Linked DNA regions of Arachis hypogaea: region 2 is linked to region 1. A link is a contact called in public Hi-C data. All regions are on one chromosome and are shown on one strand. The core of a region is the stretch at or near the end of the contact, and the rest is flanking DNA. Distances in the headings are between cores, read along the strand shown.

What was found. A called contact is a pair of places that touch in the nucleus more often than the background predicts.
Region 2: a contact with region 1 is called in a Hi-C map of leaf, with 2.9 times the contacts expected there. The contact joins the enhancer-like site here to the promoter of LOC140177221 in region 1. A contact is called at or near these places in 2 of 8 Hi-C or Micro-C datasets (both in leaf).

Annotation. Positions count from the first base shown.
Region 1 is chr2:90,243,490-90,247,189 of arahy.Tifrunner.gnm2.J5K5, forward strand. LOC140177221 (serine/threonine-protein phosphatase 7 long form homolog) reads left to right here and starts at 1,979. Exons shown (of 2, transcript XM_072210337.1): 1 at 1,979-2,047; 2 at 2,490-3,110. The coding sequence starts at 1,979. The coding sequence ends at 3,110.
Region 2 is chr2:90,297,315-90,301,014 of arahy.Tifrunner.gnm2.J5K5, forward strand. No RefSeq gene overlaps it. Among protein-coding and RNA genes, the nearest start is that of LOC112750346, 5.8 kb to the right of the region's middle. Within about 2 kb of position 1,822, at least 2 of the 3 cell types and tissues checked have open chromatin away from gene starts, as enhancers often do.

The DNA of each region.
Region 1 (3,700 bases), core at 729-3,228:
TTTCTTTTTTTGTTATCTTTCTCTTTCGTTTTCGTTATCACCAATAACACCAACATTTTCCTAACATCTTTATTGGTTCTGATTTTCTCTAGTGCCATTACTAAATAATTTTAGTTTATTTCTTAGTTTATTTAAGGTTCATTTGAATTTAGAAATGAATTCGATGTGCTTTTTTCTTATAATTGAGTTTTTTTACTATTTGTTCAAATCTGAACTAATTTTGGTGTATTTGTAAATTAACTGAGGTTCAATTGATGCTACTGTTAAGTATTGACCAAATTTTTTATTCCTTAAAAAATTTCGGTTGATTTCTTAGTTTAATTTAGGTTCATTTGGTTTCATCTCACTTGAATTTGCTGAACTTGTTCATGTGTGGTTATTTAGTTAGTTTTTGTTTAAATAAGAACTAATTTAGTTAATTTGTGAATTAACTGATATTCACTTTATGCTACTGTTAAGTATTAATCAAATTTTTTATTACTTAAATAATTTCGATTCATTTCTTAATTTAATTTAGGTTCATTTGATTTCATTTCACTTGAATTTTTTTCATCTTCTTTTTTTATTTTTTATTTATTTTCTTTTTTTTTTATTTTTTCAAAATTTTTTATGATTTACTCTTTTAAGAGAAATAAACAAAAAAAAGAACACGAAAAGAAAAGGAAAAACACAAAAAAAAAAAGAAAAGGAAAAACACAAAATAATAGAATCAAAAGAAAAAAGAAGAGAAAAATGCGAGAATATTTACGTAATTAGAAGTATATTCACACTTCATTAATAAAATTAATTTTTATTAAATTTAAACAAACTTAATTAGATTTTATTGCAGCAGCTCTCATATTTTACTCATTTAAGTTTAGCCACCTTCCTGCATTTCCATCGTATTACTCATCCTATGGTGAGGCTATCACATTTTATAACTTTGAAATGCCTAGGGGTAATGTCTTTGAAAAATGTTGTTGAAGAGAGTTTTGTCGGCTAATAAGATTACAGAGTCGAAACCGACGGAGGGTGATGGGAACAACGGAAACCGGTAGGGAAAGTTTGTTGCATCTATTTCTTGCCTTTTGCCTGTTCTCCTTCTCTCAAAAACCAATAATAAAGGTTCTGGGATTAATTTGCTTTACCGTAAGATTTTAATTTCACACCTTTTTTTTCCTTTAAAAGTTGGACTCATCAGTTTATCAACATAGATTCTCATTTTGGCCATTAAATATATATATTATTTAATTTATTTTTAATATATATTTTATAAAAATAATTAATTTTATAATTAATTTTGTGTATATGTAGCATAATTATAATAAATAAGTTAATTATTCTGTCAATTCTTATAATTTTATTAAATTTTTAATTAAATTTTTATATATTTTTTAATTAAATTTTTATATCATATCAGATTTTATAATTAAATTAAAAATGTTAGAATTAATAGAATATTTCATTAAACAAAATAAATTTGACAAAATATTCTATTTTATTTAACATAATATTTCGTTGATTATAAAATTTATATTAGGGCAATTTACGTATTTAAATTGTTTGTACCTCAATTTTACGCAAATACATTGTTTCAGAAAACGGATACGTAAATACATTGTTTCACTTTTCTATATAAATCGCTACTGGCAGTAGCGGTTTACAATTGCACAGAAACCGCTAGAACCAGCCGCGGATTACAAGTAAAAATTGGAGCATGGAAACCGCGATGAGCTGCCGCGGCTTACGTTTGAGAAGCATTGGTCATAAACTGCTGCTGCCAGCAGCGGTTTATGTGCATTGGTGTGTGTGCGTAAACCGCTGGAGCCTATAGCGGTTTACGTGGAGCATCGCTACCTATATAAACCGCGGAGCCAGCCGCGGATTATTCATTTTGAGGTTTTGTAAGGTTGGTTAGAGAGAGAAAATTCTAGAGAGAGGTCAGAGCAAGTTGAGAGCGGGTCCGAGGTATTTGAGCTGCGACTTCCGGCGGAATATCATGGCAGACAGAAGGAGCATGTACCGACTGAACGGTGTTGCGCATGTTGCCGGTTCCATTGGTGACGATGTTAGTTAATTATTTAACTATTTTTTTAAGCTTAGAATTTTTTTAGTTAGAAAAATGATATGAACGCAAGTATATACGGAATTTATAGTTTAGTCCCTTTTAGTTTTAAAAATGGTATGAACGGTAGAAGATTTGTAAGATTTTAAAAATGGTATACAGAATTCTTTTTTGAATTTTATTGTTAAAGATTTGTAATACTTTTATAATTGTGGGTGTTATGTAATCAGTTTAGTGTGTTGTCCTTTGTGTCATTGTAGTAAGTATTTTATAAATTGAACCTCGCTAGTTTATTGACTACTTAGTTATAGGATTTAGGGATTAATTTGTTTACCGGTCAAAAATTTGTTGACGGTTTAAGATATGTGTTATTATTAGATAGGGAATTTTCTTATGAATTGGAGAATTTAATTGTATCCTGCATTTATTGTGCGATTTTTTGCAGTCCACTAGGTGTATATACAGTGTGAGACGGCAACAGAATATGCCCATGCATGATAGGATCATCCCGTATTTAGAGAGGGCTGGATTGTACCATTTGGCCAGACTAAACAGCCAATGGTTCTGGTTGGATGAGCCATTAGTTAGTGCGTTCGTTGAGAGGTGGCGTCCTGAGACGCACACGTTCCACATGCCTTTTGGAGAGTGCACAGTGACATTGCAGGACGTGGCTTTTCAGCTTGGGTTGCCGGTCGATGGGGAGGCTGTGAGTGGTTGCCTTGGTGAGTTTGAGACATACATGGAGGGTGGTCGACCAGCCTGGGAGTGGTTTCAGGACCTATTCGGTGAGCTGCCACCACCGAATAAGGTCAAGCAGATGACAGTCCACTTTACATGGTTCCACGAGAGGTTTAGTGTGCTACCACCAAATGCAACCGAGGAGACAGTTCGCATCTACGCACGTGCCTACATCATGATGCTTTTATCTACTCAGTTATTTGGGGACAAGAGTGCGAACCGGGTACATTTACGGTGGTTGCCTTTTGTGGCAAATTCCCATCCTGAGCAATCGCCAACAACAAGGTCCCTCCATACTTACCAAACAGGTGTGTCCCATCGATACTGACGAGTGGCTTACAGTGGTGGAATGCCTCTACACATGGAGGGAATGTCCAAAACATGCGATGAAAGTAGACTCTATCTTCATCAACCTGGTCACCCACTCTAACCGGGGAGGTCTTCAGCAGGGCAATGGAACCGTCCATGGTGAATGTGACCCCAAGGATCCAACGGGGCAGATCCGCATATGACTCCTCCCAATCGCCGTAGATCTGTGCTACTGCCTTCTGCTTTGCCAACCACACCTTCCGATAACTTGGCTTGAAACCATATGTTGCCTCTGTTGCCTCTTGCAACACCTTAATCGATACTGACGCATCAGCTCTAACCAATGGAAAGATTCTTGCACAAATCACATGATAATCAAGCTGCTTGTGGTCGCTCGAAATCGATGTGGCCATACACGTGTGTGGTCCGTTGTACTTCCTAACTTCCCATGTGCTCTTCCTTTTCCGCATGACTATCTGAATCAACCACGTGCACCCGTTACCGAACTCCTTGCATCTCCCTTGGTATTTTAGATTGTCTGACTCCATAACCATGTACTCAACTTCACGCCGAATGCTGTAATCTTTCACGCTCAGCACAGCTTCCTCC
Region 2 (3,700 bases), core at 572-3,071, 54 kb after region 1:
TTTAATTTTATCCAATCATCACAAACTTTGATCAGTTCAGGTATATTCACATGGACAATGACCCATCACAATCACAATAATCAAAATTAAATTCTTAATTCGATTTAAATTATGGTATATATTGTATATTTTGGAGGATAAGATGAAAAAACATTTTTAGTATGAAAAAATTAATTTTTAAATAGTTAACATTAGCCAATTTTTATTGTAAAATTAATTTTTAACTCTCATTTATTTATTGGAGAATTTATGACTTTGAGTTAGAATTTAAAGGTTTAAAATTTAAGAATAAAAAAAATTTAATTGTGTAGACTGAAAAAAAAAAGTTAATTCTCTACTTCAATTCTTTAATTAAGTATTAAACATCATATAAAAGCTCTTATCAATTTCTAAAATCTAAGTTCCATCACTTCAAGATATGCCATTGCAAAAAGGAACAAGTTTTGGTGAAGTCGTTAAATGAATTAATCTCCACATGAAATCTCAAGATAATAATTCAAAATTTCAAGAGAATTGATTTATGGGTCTTTCTGAATTATATGGATCGGACTTCGTTTATAGAAATATTGGATGACTAATAAGTTAAATTTATAATCAAACATCTCTAATCATTTTTTTTAATATTTTGTTCTCTTATGCACCCTTCTCTTACCTCCTTTGAATATTTTCAACAAAAACCTCTTGAATCTTTTTTTTAATTTAGGTCTTCTAAAATAAATAATTAATTATCATTAAATTTGTCCTACTATTTTAATTTAAAAATAATCAACTCCTCACTTTATTACTTTACTAATTTTTTTAGTTTAGACGTTTTTATTTACTCTCATTTTTTCATCTTCTTCGTTCAAATATTCAATCTAATAAATCTCTATTTGTTTGTTCACCACTATTTTCTTCCAAAATCTAAAAAGAACATAAAAGTTCTATGTTCCATAGATTTATGAATGGGAAAGTATGAGTAGCCAATGGAATATTTATACAATATATACAATGAAGGTTTATGGAGTATTAGAGATATAACCATTAGTGTTACATTTTCCCATTAGTTGAAACTTTTGGGATGAGTGGTATCATGAAATGATATTAGAGCGTTAGATCTAAAAGGTCAAGAGCTCGATTCTTGATGAATCCCAAAATCAGTTTAAGTTTTTTGGAAGATGTTTATTATCCATAGTACTCGGATGGTTATTCTAGATAGTATGGAGGATGTTCATTCTGTAACTCAATAACCCATAACCCATTATACACATTGTATAAATAGTCTATTGTCTCTCTAGCGGAATTCTGAATGAATACAATGTGCTAGCAAAGAGTGGTGGATGAAGTGGCTTAAATTGGTCTATTAAATGCAACTAAATTCAGTACATATGTTCATATGCAACATATTAAATAATGAATAGTACATACTAATCTCATTCTCACTCTCATGTACCACAAAAAAAAATTCAACTCTACTAAATAAGTTTTATGCTAACTTCCAATTTATATTTCTTACTAAGGAACAGATTGGACAATGGTCCAAAACAAAAGCGTTGAAAAAGAGTTCAATGTGTTGAAGCCACATGGTAAAATACTTGGACCATAGTGCAACAACACAAGAAATCTAGTGCAAGTAAGGTCAATGCAAAATTAGAATTTTCTTTATTATTATTATTTGTTTAATTTGGATTTTAAAATGCCAATTCCGAGTTTAGCTCTTAGGTCCTTTCATTTTCATATGCGGCACGGATTTTCCAGAAGATTTGTAAATATTCTCTTAGATCATGATGAAACAGAGTGTTTAATTTGTTTGCTTAATTTAAACAAAGATTTATGTTTGATTGGATGTCATACATACTCCTTAAATTTAATAATTTATTCGGAGAAGAAACTTGTACGCAACTTATATGGAGACAAGAAATTTGATGAGAGATGTCGTTTACATATATTTTTTCAACAAAAATTAATTATTAAATTTTTTAAGCATAATAACTAAGTTTTTCATGGATCAATAAAGATCAATTGCTGTTATATTTTTTTATTATAAATATAAAACTAGTTTGATTATATCATTTATCAAACTAGTTTGACTAATTGGTGATTTTTTGTGTTCATATACATAATATCATTGTGTTATTCTGGCCACTGTTTTGATTAGTAAGTGTGTTTTTAAAAAAGTAAAGTATATTTTTTGTTTTTAAAAATTGTTAAAAATTTTAAAAATATTTTTAAATTTTATTTTTAAAATTTTTTTATTTATATTAAATATATTTTTAACAGCTAAATTTATAAAAAAAAAATAGAATTAATTTAATAATAATATATTACAATTATGTCTAATTTATAGAAATAATTTTTGCACATTTTGACCAATTTTTAAAAAAATAAAAATTTATTTTTAATAAAAAAATCCGGAAGAAATATACAAATCAAACACAACTATGCAAGTTAGATGAAAAAAATACTTAAAACCGTTTTTCTTTCGTTAATCAAATAAGGGACAAAAACTACTTGTTTAATAATTTTTCACGTCAATAGAAAAAGGTATATGGTCAAATTTCGTTTTCATGAAATACTGAAAAAGAAAAAGATACTAATAAATGAAAACACTCACTTTTCGGTTTTTCGAAATCCGTGCAGATGCAATGTTCGATAAATCCATGCAAATTGCAACATCTGATAAAGCCAGGGATTGCAAGGTTACAATAAAAGTCTTTTCTATGTAATTATCGCCCTCCACGGGTATCACAGAAAGAAATTAAATCAAAGAATAAGAAAATTCCATTAAAAATTTTCTACTTGCCTTGAGTAGTTCCTTTTTTAGTTATGTAGCTAACCATCCAAAGACCCAACTTGTCTCTAGTTTGATTTTTAAATTGAGTAGTACTAGGGAGTCAATGGTCTAAGCGTACAATGTGTATAATAGGCTAAATTTTTTGTTCATGAATAAAATGAACATCACCCATACTATCCAAAATAACTATTCGGATACCAGGGATAATAAACATCTCATGTCATAAAATCACTCATACAAAAAACTTAAGTTAATTTTGGAGTTCACCAAAGATCGAACATTTGACTTTTTGGATTTAGAACGCTAATACTATGTCATGAACCCACTCATCTCAAAAGTATAACCTAACAGGATAATGTAACATTAATAGTCATATCTCTAATACTCCTCAAATTTCTATTGTACACATTGTACGTTTAGGCCATTGACTTTTTATACTTTCTTTTTTTAAATTTTATCTAGCAAAAGAAATGTTTTATTTTCATTACGAGTACTTACATTAGATTAAGGGGGTTAAAAGAATTTGTATACTTTTATGATCGTAAATAAAAGAAGGGGAAAAAAAAAAGAAGATTAAGCATGCATGGTAGCTTTCCTATGTGAGGTCCACAGTAATGTGAAATCCCCAATTTATTGTTTCCCTTCAACTATAAGTTTTCACATTAATAATTATAATTTATTGTAATTTTTTAATTGTAAAAAGGAGATAAAATACGCAAACACATAAATTTTAAATTTGTATAAGATACAGAAACATGATATATATAATATTTTTAAAATAAATTATAATAATATTTTAGTATTTTATTAATATTAAAATATAAATTAAATTTTTATTTATTTTTTATATTTTTAATTATATAAAATATTTTTAATTTTAATTATTAATAATATATATTATTCTTAAACTCATTTCAAAAATACATG